Regions from separate parts of the Mus musculus genome. Here region 2 is linked to region 1. The links are chromatin contacts, called in public HiChIP or PLAC-seq maps. All regions are on one chromosome and are shown on one strand. The core of a region is the stretch at or near the end of the contact, and the rest is flanking DNA. Distances in the headings are between cores, read along the strand shown.

What was found. HiChIP or PLAC-seq counts read pairs in DNA pulled down with a chosen protein or histone mark.
Region 2: an H3K27ac HiChIP or PLAC-seq map of embryonic stem cells shows a contact between it and region 1, with 6 times the contacts expected there. The contact joins two enhancer-like sites. A contact is called at or near these places in 16 of 484 Hi-C or Micro-C datasets (the CH12 cell line, the Patski cell line, the STO cell line and 12 more) and 13 of 115 datasets of contacts at active chromatin or transcription factors (SST interneurons, acute myeloid leukemia, embryonic basal ganglia and 3 more).

Annotation. Positions count from the first base shown.
Region 1 is chr14:66,376,371-66,382,455 of GRCm38.p6, reverse strand. No RefSeq gene overlaps it. Among named protein-coding and RNA genes, the nearest start is that of Stmn4, 35 kb to the right of the region's middle. Within about 2 kb of position 3,190, at least 57 of the 459 cell types and tissues checked have an H3K27ac peak or open chromatin away from gene starts, as enhancers often do. A contact at or near this core is called in embryonic stem cells, where this site is marked.
Region 2 is chr14:66,761,524-66,767,608 of GRCm38.p6, reverse strand. It overlaps a transcript of Adra1a not described here. Among named protein-coding and RNA genes, the nearest start is that of Gm5464, 100 kb to the left of the region's middle. Within about 2 kb of position 3,853, at least 16 of the 459 cell types and tissues checked have an H3K27ac peak or open chromatin away from gene starts, as enhancers often do. A contact at or near this core is called in embryonic stem cells, where this site is marked.

The DNA of each region.
Region 1 (6,085 bases), core at 1,941-4,440:
CTAGAGAGTTCCCCTGGTGGTTCCCTATAAGAAGGCCTGCACACCTTTGTCCGGGGTTGCCATTTGGGAGAATGGTTGACCTCCCTGCCCGGGCGCATGCTGGATGTTTCTGAAGAATAAATGCTCTCTGTCTTCGAATACTATCTGAGTCTGGGGTCTTCTTTTAGTGGTTTTTTGGACCCTTACAGTGATAGCAGAAAACCTTAAAGGGAGGCTTTCATCGACCCTGCTGTGTGAGAATGTTAAGTATCTGTGCCTGAAAACAATGCAGAAATAGAGAAAATGGAAGTGCACGCCTTCCAAGTGTACTCCAAAAGCTAAAACGTCACAACATTAAGAGAAGGCAAAATAATAAGGGGAGAGAACCAAGCCCAGAGCCTAATATAAGTGAGGGGTACTAACAGAAAGCTCTCAAAGGGACAGGATATCAAAAAATGCACTTAACTCTGTAGTAATGAAAAACGTGAATAAAACCAATGGAATTTGGTTCCTGGAATCTATGTTTTAAAAACTGTTAATTCCCTAGATGGTACGGGAAGTAAAGGAAGTTTTGGTCAGCCCAGGTGTGAACACCAAGAAAATTAGGGAAAGAGAAACAAAGAAAATGGAGGAGGGGGGAAAAAAAAACAGGAATATGCCCGCATGCGCGTCACAAAAAGCCAGGAGCTTCGTGCTGGGATTTTTTTTGTTTTGTTTTTTCGAGACAGGGTTTGCCCTGGCTGTTCTGGAACTCACTTTGTAGACCAGGCTGGCCTCAAACTCAGAAACCCGCCTGCCTTTGCCTTTGTAAAGGTGTGCGCCACCACGCCAGGCGCACTCGGATCTTCTAAGGAAGCACCCTTATCAGCCACTTTCCAGGAGCAATGGCGGCTGCCAAAGAAAGCAGTAGCTCTGCTGCTCAAGGGAGCCAATGTCTGCCTAAAGCCAGGCGGTGACCAGAAGGGAGTGTCTGGATTAAATCGAGAAAGCCGGTAGTCATTTGGGAAACAGCAGCTGTGTGCTTAACTCTTAGCTGGAAAACCTGGAAGGGCTTAGAAGGGTGATGACTCCTGGGAACTTAAGAAAAGAGGACTGGAGAGACTCCACCGCTTGACTAGGTAGGCACTGTGTACTCAGAGGCCATGGCTGTACTCAGATGCCTGAGCTAGAACAGGGTCACTCACTGCCAGCAAAACGTTTTGGTAGAAGGAAGGAGAAAACTAAGCCTACAAAGAAAGAACTTTCTTTTCCCGGAGACCACAGGAACTAGCAATCCCAACCTGGGACCAGAAAGCAGAGCAAACAGAAATAGGTAACAGATGTCGTGATTTATTTAATCAATATTTAACTGCCGGTAACAGCAGGAACTGAGTGTCTTCTACAGAAAGAGCCATGTGAGCAGCTCAATGATTAGGGATTGAGATGAAAGACCCAGATGTCTTCCTGATTCGTGTTGGGAGTTGTTTGTATAAAATCTGAAAGCTACATGCAAAGGACCCATTCTCAACCTGTGGGTCAGGACCCCTTGATGGTAGAACAACCGTTTCACAAGGCACCTAAGCCCATCTGCATATCAGATATTTACACTATGATTCATAACTGTAGCAAAATTACAGTTATGAAGTAGCAATGAGATATTTTTATGGTGGGGAGTCACTTACAGCACGAACTGTATTAAGGGGGTAGCAGCATTAGCAAGGTTGAGGTGCGGTGATCTAAAGGAATATACATGTTACAAAACAAAAAGCAAGTGTTGTCCTACTGACTAACAAGTCAGATAAACTTGGAATAGCTGAATATGGAGGTCATTGATTTTCATGTAGGTTGTTAATTAAAGCCGTTAATTTGATCCACTAAGTATTTAAAAGAGCAGCTCATTGATTATCAGTGAAATCTAAGACAAACTGTCATGGGTAATGAAAAGATCCTAAGTAGACGGCAATTGCCAGCTTTTAAAATAACTGGAGGTTTGATCGAAAGGAACCCATGAGTGTAAAATTGACTGAAGGGGTTTTTAAAAAATATGAATAAATGCCAATACAAGTTCAGCCCACACAACAGAAGCGGGACAAGTTGGTAACGGAGTAAACGCTTGGAACAACAGCAGGCAGTGTTTATTGTCAATTTGACAGTCTAAAGTCACCTGGAAGATGGGCGTGCTATGGAGATTATCTTTATTGCATGGGGCAGGAAGACACGCCCACAGGGGGTGGGGCCATTCTCTGACTGAAATCTGAGACTGTAAGCAAGGAAGAAGTGTGCTGAGCAGTGGCACCTATGCCTTCGGTCCTTCCCCTCTGCTTTGGACTATGACTACTAATGTGACTATCAAACTCAAGTTCCGGCCTTCCAGACTTCCCTGCAGTGATAGGCCACGATCTGGAGGTGAGGGCTAAAACAGACCCTACTTCCTTAAACTGCTTTGCTGGGGTATTTTATCACAGCAACGGGAAAGGGAACTAACACAAATGGTAAATAGAACAGTGGCTGTTGTGGAAGACCGTAGGGGTTGGCCAGAGCCAGGGACCCTCCCCTTTTGACTAATTATGTACCTCCCATGGAAGAAACAAGCTGATCCTCTCCTCCTAGGTCTCCTCCTCCTCTTCTTCCTCCTCCTCTTCCTCTTCCTCCTCCTCCTCCTCTTCCTCTCCCTCCTCCTCCTCTTCCTCTTCCCTCTTCCTCTTCCTCCTCCTCCTCTTCCCTCTTCCTCTTCCTCTTCCTCCTCCTCCTCTTCCTCCTCCTTATTTCTTTTGAGGATAATTTGATTCTTGTACAAATATTGCTGCCTTTGTTTGACTTTGGATTTGGACAAACCTAGAGTCAAAAAATGTCCCCTTATTTATACTTTACAAGTTGTCCCATATGAGGCAAGGCACCTCCAGCCTTCATCTCTTCTTGGTAAAATGGGGCTGGTAAAACCCATCTAGTGGGCTTTAAGGCTTAAACTTAATCAAGGATTCAATAAATAGCAAAGTGACTGACAAGGAGCTGGACACTTGGTTACTGTTGCCTGTCTTTTAAATGTTCCTGCTCCTCTCATGGTCCCCTAGCAATAAAATCCAGTGGCCTTCCGGAGTGTAAAGAGGGGTAAGTCACAGGAAACGCCTTCAACATTTGGAGTGGGTCTAAAACATTATCAGCCTAGCCAAGAGTGTCAACTGGTGCATTCCTAAAGCTGTTGGCAGCCACTGCCCTAGTGGACTAGGGCAATTGTTCTTTCCACAGTTTGAGAGGACCAGACCTCCCTTTTCACAATGAAGTGCAGGGAGGGTGACTCCCCTCCCCCACCCGAGAGGCAGTATGTGTGAGCAAATTCTCAGTCCTTTTTTTTGTTGTTGTTTTTAAAAATCTCTTTTAATAAGTTCTGTTTTATGATCAATCACAAGTAGGTTATTCATGGGAGAGGAGGTGCCTCTCTGGGGAAAATACACTAGCAGAAGATTGAATTTAAAGCATCAGAAACGATGTGACAAGATGTAAAATAATACTATGCTAACCTACAAATGACTTATTAATGCTGTGGGCCATGTCTGGGGCGTGGCCTCATTTACCCAATAAAATTTATGGATGGATAAAGACATTAACAATGAATAATTTCAGTCTGTGGTATCCATGGATACATAGCTCAATTGGAAACCATTTCTTAGGAGTTCATAGGCAGCCATTAATAACCATTGAGTCTTGGCCACACAGCCTTTGACAGGCTAGCTTATCAGAGCTCCACGCCTTGCTGGAGAGACTTATGTGAGCGCAAGGCTACAAGGAAACCTACACTTAATGAATGTCTATTAACGTCTTGAGGAGAAGATGAGGAGTGATTAGCTGAGAGAGTTAATGAATTGTCTGTTTAAGTGGGTTTACGAGGCAAATGAGCGTGTGGAGGTGAAATAGGACATCCAAAGACGTTCTGGCTCAAGTACACTGTGAACCTCTAAAGCATGAGCATGCAATATTTCCCGAGCTTGTCAGATGAATGGAGCCTTTCTTCTCAGAGAATTTTAATGAAAACCACATTGAGAAATGTGGGGAATGGAGATAAAACATACAGAAAATGTAAACAAGTCAGATAAATATGGTGCACTTGTGTGCATGCATACAAATTGTGTGTGTGTGTGTGTGTGTGTGTGTGTGTGTTTCTCTCAACAGGATACTTTTATCCCATAAATAACAACAGCAGCAGAATAGCTTCCTAAGCAGGCTGCACCATACAGCATTTGCATGACCTCAGTTTGCCTGCCATTACCATCAAAGGAAGAAGCAATCCGATAGCTCATTGGCATCAGCTCTTGCAAAGCTATAAACATCCCAAGACCCCTCGTCACCATGGCAACCTTATCCCTAATTACCAACTGTAACAGCTATGGTTGCAGTCGCCTCTTTTGTGCAAATTTGTCCTGGAGAATTCTGGGCGGTTCCCGTAGTAGAAACAGTACGAACGCCACCTGCTGGTCATATTCCTGTACTGCGCTAGCTCCCTGTGATCTCTGGGGTCCAAAGTCAAAGCCAAGAAAATAAAGCAAGATGAACAATCATCAACTCCAGAAAAGGGGTTCAGGGAGTGGGGGAGGTTTGGGGGAACGAGGGGTCACGAGGGAAAGTGACTGTGTGTAATTTTTACAAAAATAAACTTCCGTTCTTATCTTAATAAAAGTAAGGGTCCTGGAAACAGTGACAAATCTTCAAAGCATGATAGAAAGCTGAGATGGGAACATAAAAATTTGAATGTGAAAACACATGTGTTTGATATTAAGAAATGTATTGGAGTCCGTGTGAACTCCTAGCAGAGACCTGCTTTAAGTGCATTAAATACTGTCAACTTGCTTTAAGATGGCAGTGTAGAAGCTGGGGAGACCCTCACCTGCAACCCCTGCACTTGAGAGGCTGAGACAGGGAGGAACTGGCATTGAAAGCCACCTGATGAGTGAGATGCAGATAAGCCTGTGAGATGTAGCAAGACCCTACTGCATAAACTTAAATGGCAAAATGTGTCTAGAAAACTGCTAAGTGTGATTATCAGATATGAAGATACACCAGACTGTCACAGACCAGCTTAGGGAAATTAAAAATCGGAGCCCTGGGGTGGTGGGGAGGAATGCCCATAAATTCCCCTGGATGCTTATTCGCTTAGGATAAAGTCCTATCATCTATCGAAAAATGATACTATTAACATATGTTCTCTTTATTTTGTTATTATTCTTTCTCCTGTTTCCTCTGTAGTAAAAACATTTCTGAATTTGTATTACACAATGGTTAAAATTGGTTTTTTCTATGTTGATTCCTATGCATGTCAGAATTCTGATGTGCAGCATTCTCTAATGTCAGTATTTCTGTGTTTCTTTCTTCCTCCTCTCAGCCCACATTGTGTCTTAGTTCTTGTTACCCTTGTCTTTGATTTGCTTCATGGCTTCTTGAATTTCCACCGCAGAATCTATTGACATTGGTTTTCTTTTCCTTTTATATGAAAATTACCATTTCTCTCAGAGTAGCCCACCTGCCTGTGCAACTAAGTGTAATGAGAGCCATTATTTGGTGCTTTGATCTTTTTTCACGATTCTTATTGGTTTGGGCGGGGGGGGGGGGGGTTGGGGTTTAGAGGGACAAGGTCTCAGTCTGTCCCCGTGGCTGACCTAGAACTTGTGAACCTCTGCCCCAGTCTTCTGGATGCTGAGATCACAAAGGCACATGGCTGCCTTAGGCTTCTGAGATCACATACACACACACACACACACACACACACACACACGGGGGGGGGGGGGAGTGGGGAGTTAGCAGGCCTCTGTGCAGGTTTTTCCCGTGTGTTTACACATCTTTGAACACAAATAGTTTCTGTGCCCCGAGGTGGAAAATTCTCCTTTAACCCTTTCAGTGCCCTAGAATGTCTGAAGAACCATCGGCTCCAAGACATACAACAGCGATGCGCTCCGCCACCCAGTGATGCACACAGCCTAGGTGACAGAAAGTGCAAGGGGAACACCCACAAGGAAAAAAGAACCCTAGAGTAACCCCAGAGGCAAATCCTCCTGATCCATCCACTGTGTGCCTCAGCAACATTTCCTCCCACAGATCCTGTGCTGGTTTTAAAGGTTGGTGTCCCCAGAGGGCTGCC
Region 2 (6,085 bases), core at 2,604-5,103, 380 kb before region 1:
GAACATTGTAACAAAGCAGTTACAGATGCAGCAGCTTCAGCATAAAAAAGGGACCATAGGCAGGAGGGAGGGAGGGAGGGAGGGAGGGTGAGATCATAAAAGGAAGCATAGACATGAAGGCAGAAAGGGGGTACTGGGAGGATGAAGGGGACCAGCAAGAGGTGGCAGAAGAATGGGGGAGGGTAGAGACAGAGGAGAAGGAATGAAGTACATTGATATATGTGAACAGAACAGGGTCATGGTTTCACTGCTGAAGTTAAAAAGTAGTTAAAGAAATGCGGTGGGCCCTGCAGGCAGTGACCTGCTGGGTGGGCCCACTGGGGTGGAACTCCTGCCCCAACCCTCGGGTTGTGGAAGAGGAGCCCAAAGCAGGAGAGGAAGGACAGCCTGGCGCACTTTCCCATAGACTCTAACAGGTTTGGAACAACTGAAATTGAGCCGTGGTAAAGCTCTGATTGAACAGGGTTTCAAAGTTTGTTCTAAGGCAGATGGGATCACCGAGTCCTAGGAAAATGCCAGGGAAGGTGCCCTCTGTCGCCTGACCTGCTTTTAGTGTGTGTGTGTGTGTGTGTGTGTGTGTGTGTGTGTGTGTGTGTGTGTGTGTGTGTGTGTATGATGGCTGCTATAAAGAAAGGTGTGTCTCAGAGCTGGAACATATGTTCAGAAGGGCTGTGAGCCTCACCACAGTCTTTCTAGTCCTACAAAGGTGCAGGAAAGAGCTTTTTGTTACTTTAAAAGTGGTGTAACTTAGTGGTTAAAAAGTAGCCTTTTGTGTGACTTCATTTATACCATTTTTGAAATGACAAAATTCTAGAAATGGAGACAACACAGCCAGGAGCTAAGGAAGAGGCAGAGGAGAGAGGGAAGAGATGATGCTGGAGATTTTCTGTACCTTGACCTGATCAGTGTTAATATTCTGCCTGGAACATTGTATTAGTTTCCTCAAGACTTTACTGAAACTGCTGGAGGAACATAGGGAAGCTAATGGCTCAGCAGTTGGGGCACATGCAACCAAGCTTGATGATCTGAACACATTCATGTGAGTTACACACATATCATGGCACAGGTATACCCATGCCCACCCACACACATACATGTATACACACACATACACACCCACACATTCACACATATATACACATACACACACATTCACACATATGCACATATATGCACATGCATATACACACTCATCTACACATACACACCCACACATTCACACATATATACACATACACACACATTCACACATATGCACATATATGCACATGCATATACACACTCATCTACACACACATATACACACACAATATGCACAATATACACACATGCACATATACACACTCACACGTATACACAGTCACACACATACACACATACATACACACATACACACACTCCATAAAAAGTTTTTCACCCCCAAAAGTAAGAAATATTCATTAGTCAGAACTCACCAGAGAAATAGAAAGAGATAAGAGAGGAGAGAGAAAGAGAGAGGGTGTGTGTGGTTATTTTTTTCAGGGAATTATTTCAACCAACCCTCTGAAAGCTGAGGATCTCAAGGCCTTCCTTGGCAGGTCTGTTCACACAAGTTCTAGCTGCAGGCTCTGTACCTGCAAAGTGGATGGTTGGTTTGAGACTGCAGACAGGAAGAAGCTGAGGTTTCCACCTGAAGTCACATGGGAAGGAGAAGCTTCTGTCAGTGGGTGTTTTGTCTGTTTAGGTCTTCAGATGGGGTGAGTCCCACTCATGTGACCCCCCTGGGCACCCTGTGGACAAGTTAAATTGACACATAATGCTGACCCTTGCTTGTTCAGATCATCTGTCCCCTTTCTTCTCTAGGTTTGTTGAATAGTTCATTTAGCCTGTCTCCAAATGCACAGCAGTCCTGCCTCCATCTCCTGAGTACTATGACTAAAACCACAAGCCACGAGACCAGGAAGTCCTCCCAAGTCTTTAAAACAATGGGTGTTTGTTAGCTTTTTAATCATCTATAGAGACGGTGGTCCCACAGCGAGTTTGGAAACATAGGGTCCTGGCCTATTCTGGGTCTCTAGGGACTACTTCTGGGTTCCTGACTGGGGCACAGTGACAGAAACCACGTTCTCTAAGGAAGTCATTTGGAGAAGACGATCACAAAGCCAGTCCTTTGCCCAAGCTGGGGCAGGTGTGTCCTGACTGACAGAAGTTACCTCTGGGAACGGGACACCGAGCTGCTGACAAAACAGCTTTTTATGTAGAACAAACATTACTCACACTCCTGCTCTTGACCTTGACTGCACTCCGGAAACCTTGGGGGAACTTGGGAAAAATACAGATAACTTGTATCTACCCAGAAATTGTGAATTGATTAGTTTGGATAAGACTTGGGGTCAGGGATTTAAAGTAAAATATATTGTCATGCATTTCTCCTCCTCTTCCTCTTCCTCTCCCTCTCCCTCCCCCTCTTCCTTCTCCTCCTCCTTCTTCTTTTCATGTTTGTCACTGTACTTTGCTCATCTTTGCCCTCCACATGTTACTCTCCCTGCTTCCTTTTCTTGCTGGTCTTTTCTCCTACAATTACCCCCCCTTCTACTTTTATCCCCTCCCATGCCACTCCATGATATTCCACTTCATACCATTACCATACCATATCAACCATGTTAAACACACACACACACACACACACACACACACACACACACACACACACCTGGATTCTACATAAGAGAACCCATGCAAGATTTGTCATTCTCCCTCGCCATTGCTCTCTCTCATTTCCTCCTCCCTTTAGACTCTCGTGAAACCCATCACAAGACAGGATACAGAAGAATTCCAACACCCCAGAGCTTTCCTTGCAGTTGACCATTGGCATCATTGTGGTTAATACCTTAGTAGACATGAGGACTGCTGCCTTCTCAACTGAACGAGAAGGGACATCGGATAGCGATACAAGGACATTCCAAAAGGAGACCCAGAGAGGCGCCCAATGTGGAAACTTGAGGATAAGTCATCTTTTAAAAAAGCACGTGTTGCGAACTGTTGAAAAGCCAGCCCAGATAGAAGATATCCTAAAATGGGATTGTTCTAAGAGCTTAAAAACAGGGAACAAGACTTTCTTGGCAAAACAGAACATCCAATGACACACGAGAGCTTCTAATGGCCATACTTGAGGCTTTGTACACAGGGAGGAAATAAGACACCATTCATTCAGTGCAAATGAGTGAAATGATTATTGCCAGATGTCCCGAGGCAGAAGCAAGGCTGCAGGCAGAGGAGAAGCCTCTTTATTGGGAAGTCATTGCTGAACTAGGACTGTCTCAAGGCTGAGGTACTGAGTAAGGTGCCAGGAGCCAGACCACCATAGGTGAACCTCAGAAAGCTCCATGGACAAACCCTGAGGGTCTTTACAGCATTTCTTTGTGTCAGAGGATTTGGGAAGAATTGTCTGGAAAGTGTCAGCCTCCTTATCCTCTTTATGAGCTGCCTTCCAAGGCAGGATGGTCCTCCCCGCTCTCATGTGTCCCTTCTTCATCTTCTTAATGGACTTTGCCCTCTTGCTGTCCTGACCCTCCCACTAGGGAGAACACTGAGACCTGGTGGGGAGTCATTGTGCTGCAGGCCCCAGAATGAGTCTATATCCACAGGCCTTGAATGCTGCTCTGGGGATGGAGGTCCCAGAATACATCCCCGTCCACAGGGCAATGAGTGAGGTGGGAGGATGGAGTCTCCAGAGTGCACCCACACCCACAGACCATGAACAGAGCTCATCTCATGGGGATGAGCTTTACCGTGGTGCTCTCTGATGGAAGCAGGAGCCTGCCTTCACAGGTGTTTCCAGGGGGCCAGGAATGGGAAAATCAAACCCCAATATATCATTTAGCTGCCTCTTTCCAGTTTGTTAAATACATCTGGAAATGTAGTTATGCTACAGTTCTGGGATCACTTAAAAATAGCCCAATTGCAGACCTGAGGCTGCAGAAGTGTCCCTCATGCCCCAGGGATGCTAGCTCATGGACAGGAGTGGACACTGTCCCACTAAAAAATTGGGAGGAATATTTTGGTTTCCAGGACTCTAGAATGGTCTAACTTCCTGTCTTGAGTCTGTTTATTTGGGGTCAGAGCGGGTTGCTTCACTAAGATACCAAACTCTCCTTTCCTTTCCTTTCCTTTCCTTTCCTTTCCTTTCCTTTCCTTTCCTTTCCTTTCCTTTCCTTTCCTTTCCTTTCCTTTCCTTTCCTTTCCTTTCCTTTCCTTTCCTTTCCTTCCTCTCCTTTCTCTCCCCCAATCTCTCTCTCTCTCTCTCTCTCTCTCTCTCTCTCTCTCTCTCTCTCTCTCTCTCTCTCTCTCTCTCTCTGTTTATTCTGGACAGAAACGTAGAGTCCATGATTTTTTTTCCCACTTTTCATCATAAACCATCAGTAGACACTGGATTGATAGAAACTGGAATTGTCTAGGGCCAGACACATGGTCCAGCCAAGCCAGAGGCCTTCTCTGTGGCTCAGCTTCCAACTTTTCTAGCATGGTTCCTGCTTCGTTTTAGGCTCAGTTCAGCAGCCTGCCCTTTGGTGTTGCTGATGTTCTCTGGAGTCTGAGCCCAAGCATATGAAGAAGCAGGAGCTGTTACAGCTCTGCATATCCATGGGTGACTCTGCATATCCATGGGTGACTCTGCATATCCATGGGTGACTCTGCATATCCATGGGTGACTCTGCTTATCCATGGGTGACTCTGCATATCCATGGGTGACTCTGCATATCCATGGGTGACTCTGCATATCCATGGGTGACTCTGCATATCCATGGGTGACTCTGCATATCCATGGGTGACAATTGCTTAGGACCCAGAAAACACCAGAGCAGGAAGGAATAGAGCTGATGCTATGGACAGGATTTGGAACTTAGTTTATCATCTCTCTCTCTCTCTCTCTCTCTCTCTCTCTCTCTCTCTCTCTCTCTCTCTCTCTCTCTCTCCCTCCCTCCCTCCCTCCCTCCCTCCCTCCCTCTCTTTTGCAGGCGCATGTGCACCCATGTGTGTGCATTTGTGTGGAAGACGGAGGCCATACTCAGGCTTTATTCCTTTGGAATTGGCTGTGTTGTCCCGTCTGGCTGACTAGCAAGCCCCAGCGATCCTGCTGTCTTTCTCTGTGCCCAACACTGGAATTACAAACGGGCACCACCATGCTTTTTCTCCCTAAGTGGATGGTGGGGAGTGAATCCTGGTCCTCATACTTGATCATGTGGGAATGAGTGCATTCTTGCACACACACACATGCATGCTCAGTTTAGAATCATAGAGCACATGTTTGAAACATTAAAGTGATGGACAGAAGTACCTTTGGGTATGTTCAGCCTATACCATGGCGTTTTAGTTGAGGATAAAGGAAAAGAAATGGTTCCTTATTTTGTAATTTGTTTAATATTTTTACCTAATTCTATGAGGACAAGATTACAATTCTTCTTTTTAAAAAGATTTATTTCATGTTTTTTTAATGTTATGCATATGTGTGTGTGCAGTGACCGAAGAGGCCAGAAGAGGGCATAAGAACCCCTCTTCCAGCTGGAGTTACAGGCAGTTGTGAGTTGTTCAGTGTGGGTGAGAAGAGTGAAACTCAGGTCTTCCGGATGAACAGCAAGGGTATGTATGTATGTATGTATGTATGTATGTATGTATGTATGTATGTATGAATTCATTTTATATCCCCCCCAGTCCCCTCCTCACACAATCCCTCCTCCCATTACCTCCCTCTCCTCTGCTAGGGTGGAGACCCATCCCCCTGGGCATCTTCCCACACCAGCATATAAAGTCTCTACAGGGCTAGGCGCATCCTCTCCCACCGAGGCCAGGCAAAGCAGCCCAGTTAGGGGATTGTAGTCCATAGAGAGGCAACAGCTTTAGGGATAGCCCTCTGCTCCAGTTGTTGGAGGACACACATGAAGACTGAACTGCATATCTACTACATATGTGTTTGCAGGGGTGCTAGGTCCATCCCATGTATGTTCTTTGGTTGATGCTTCAGTCTCTGAAAGCCCCCAAAGGTCCAGGTTAGTTGACTCTGTTGGTTTTTATGTGGAGTTCCGACCCCCTTCAAGTCTACGATCCTTCC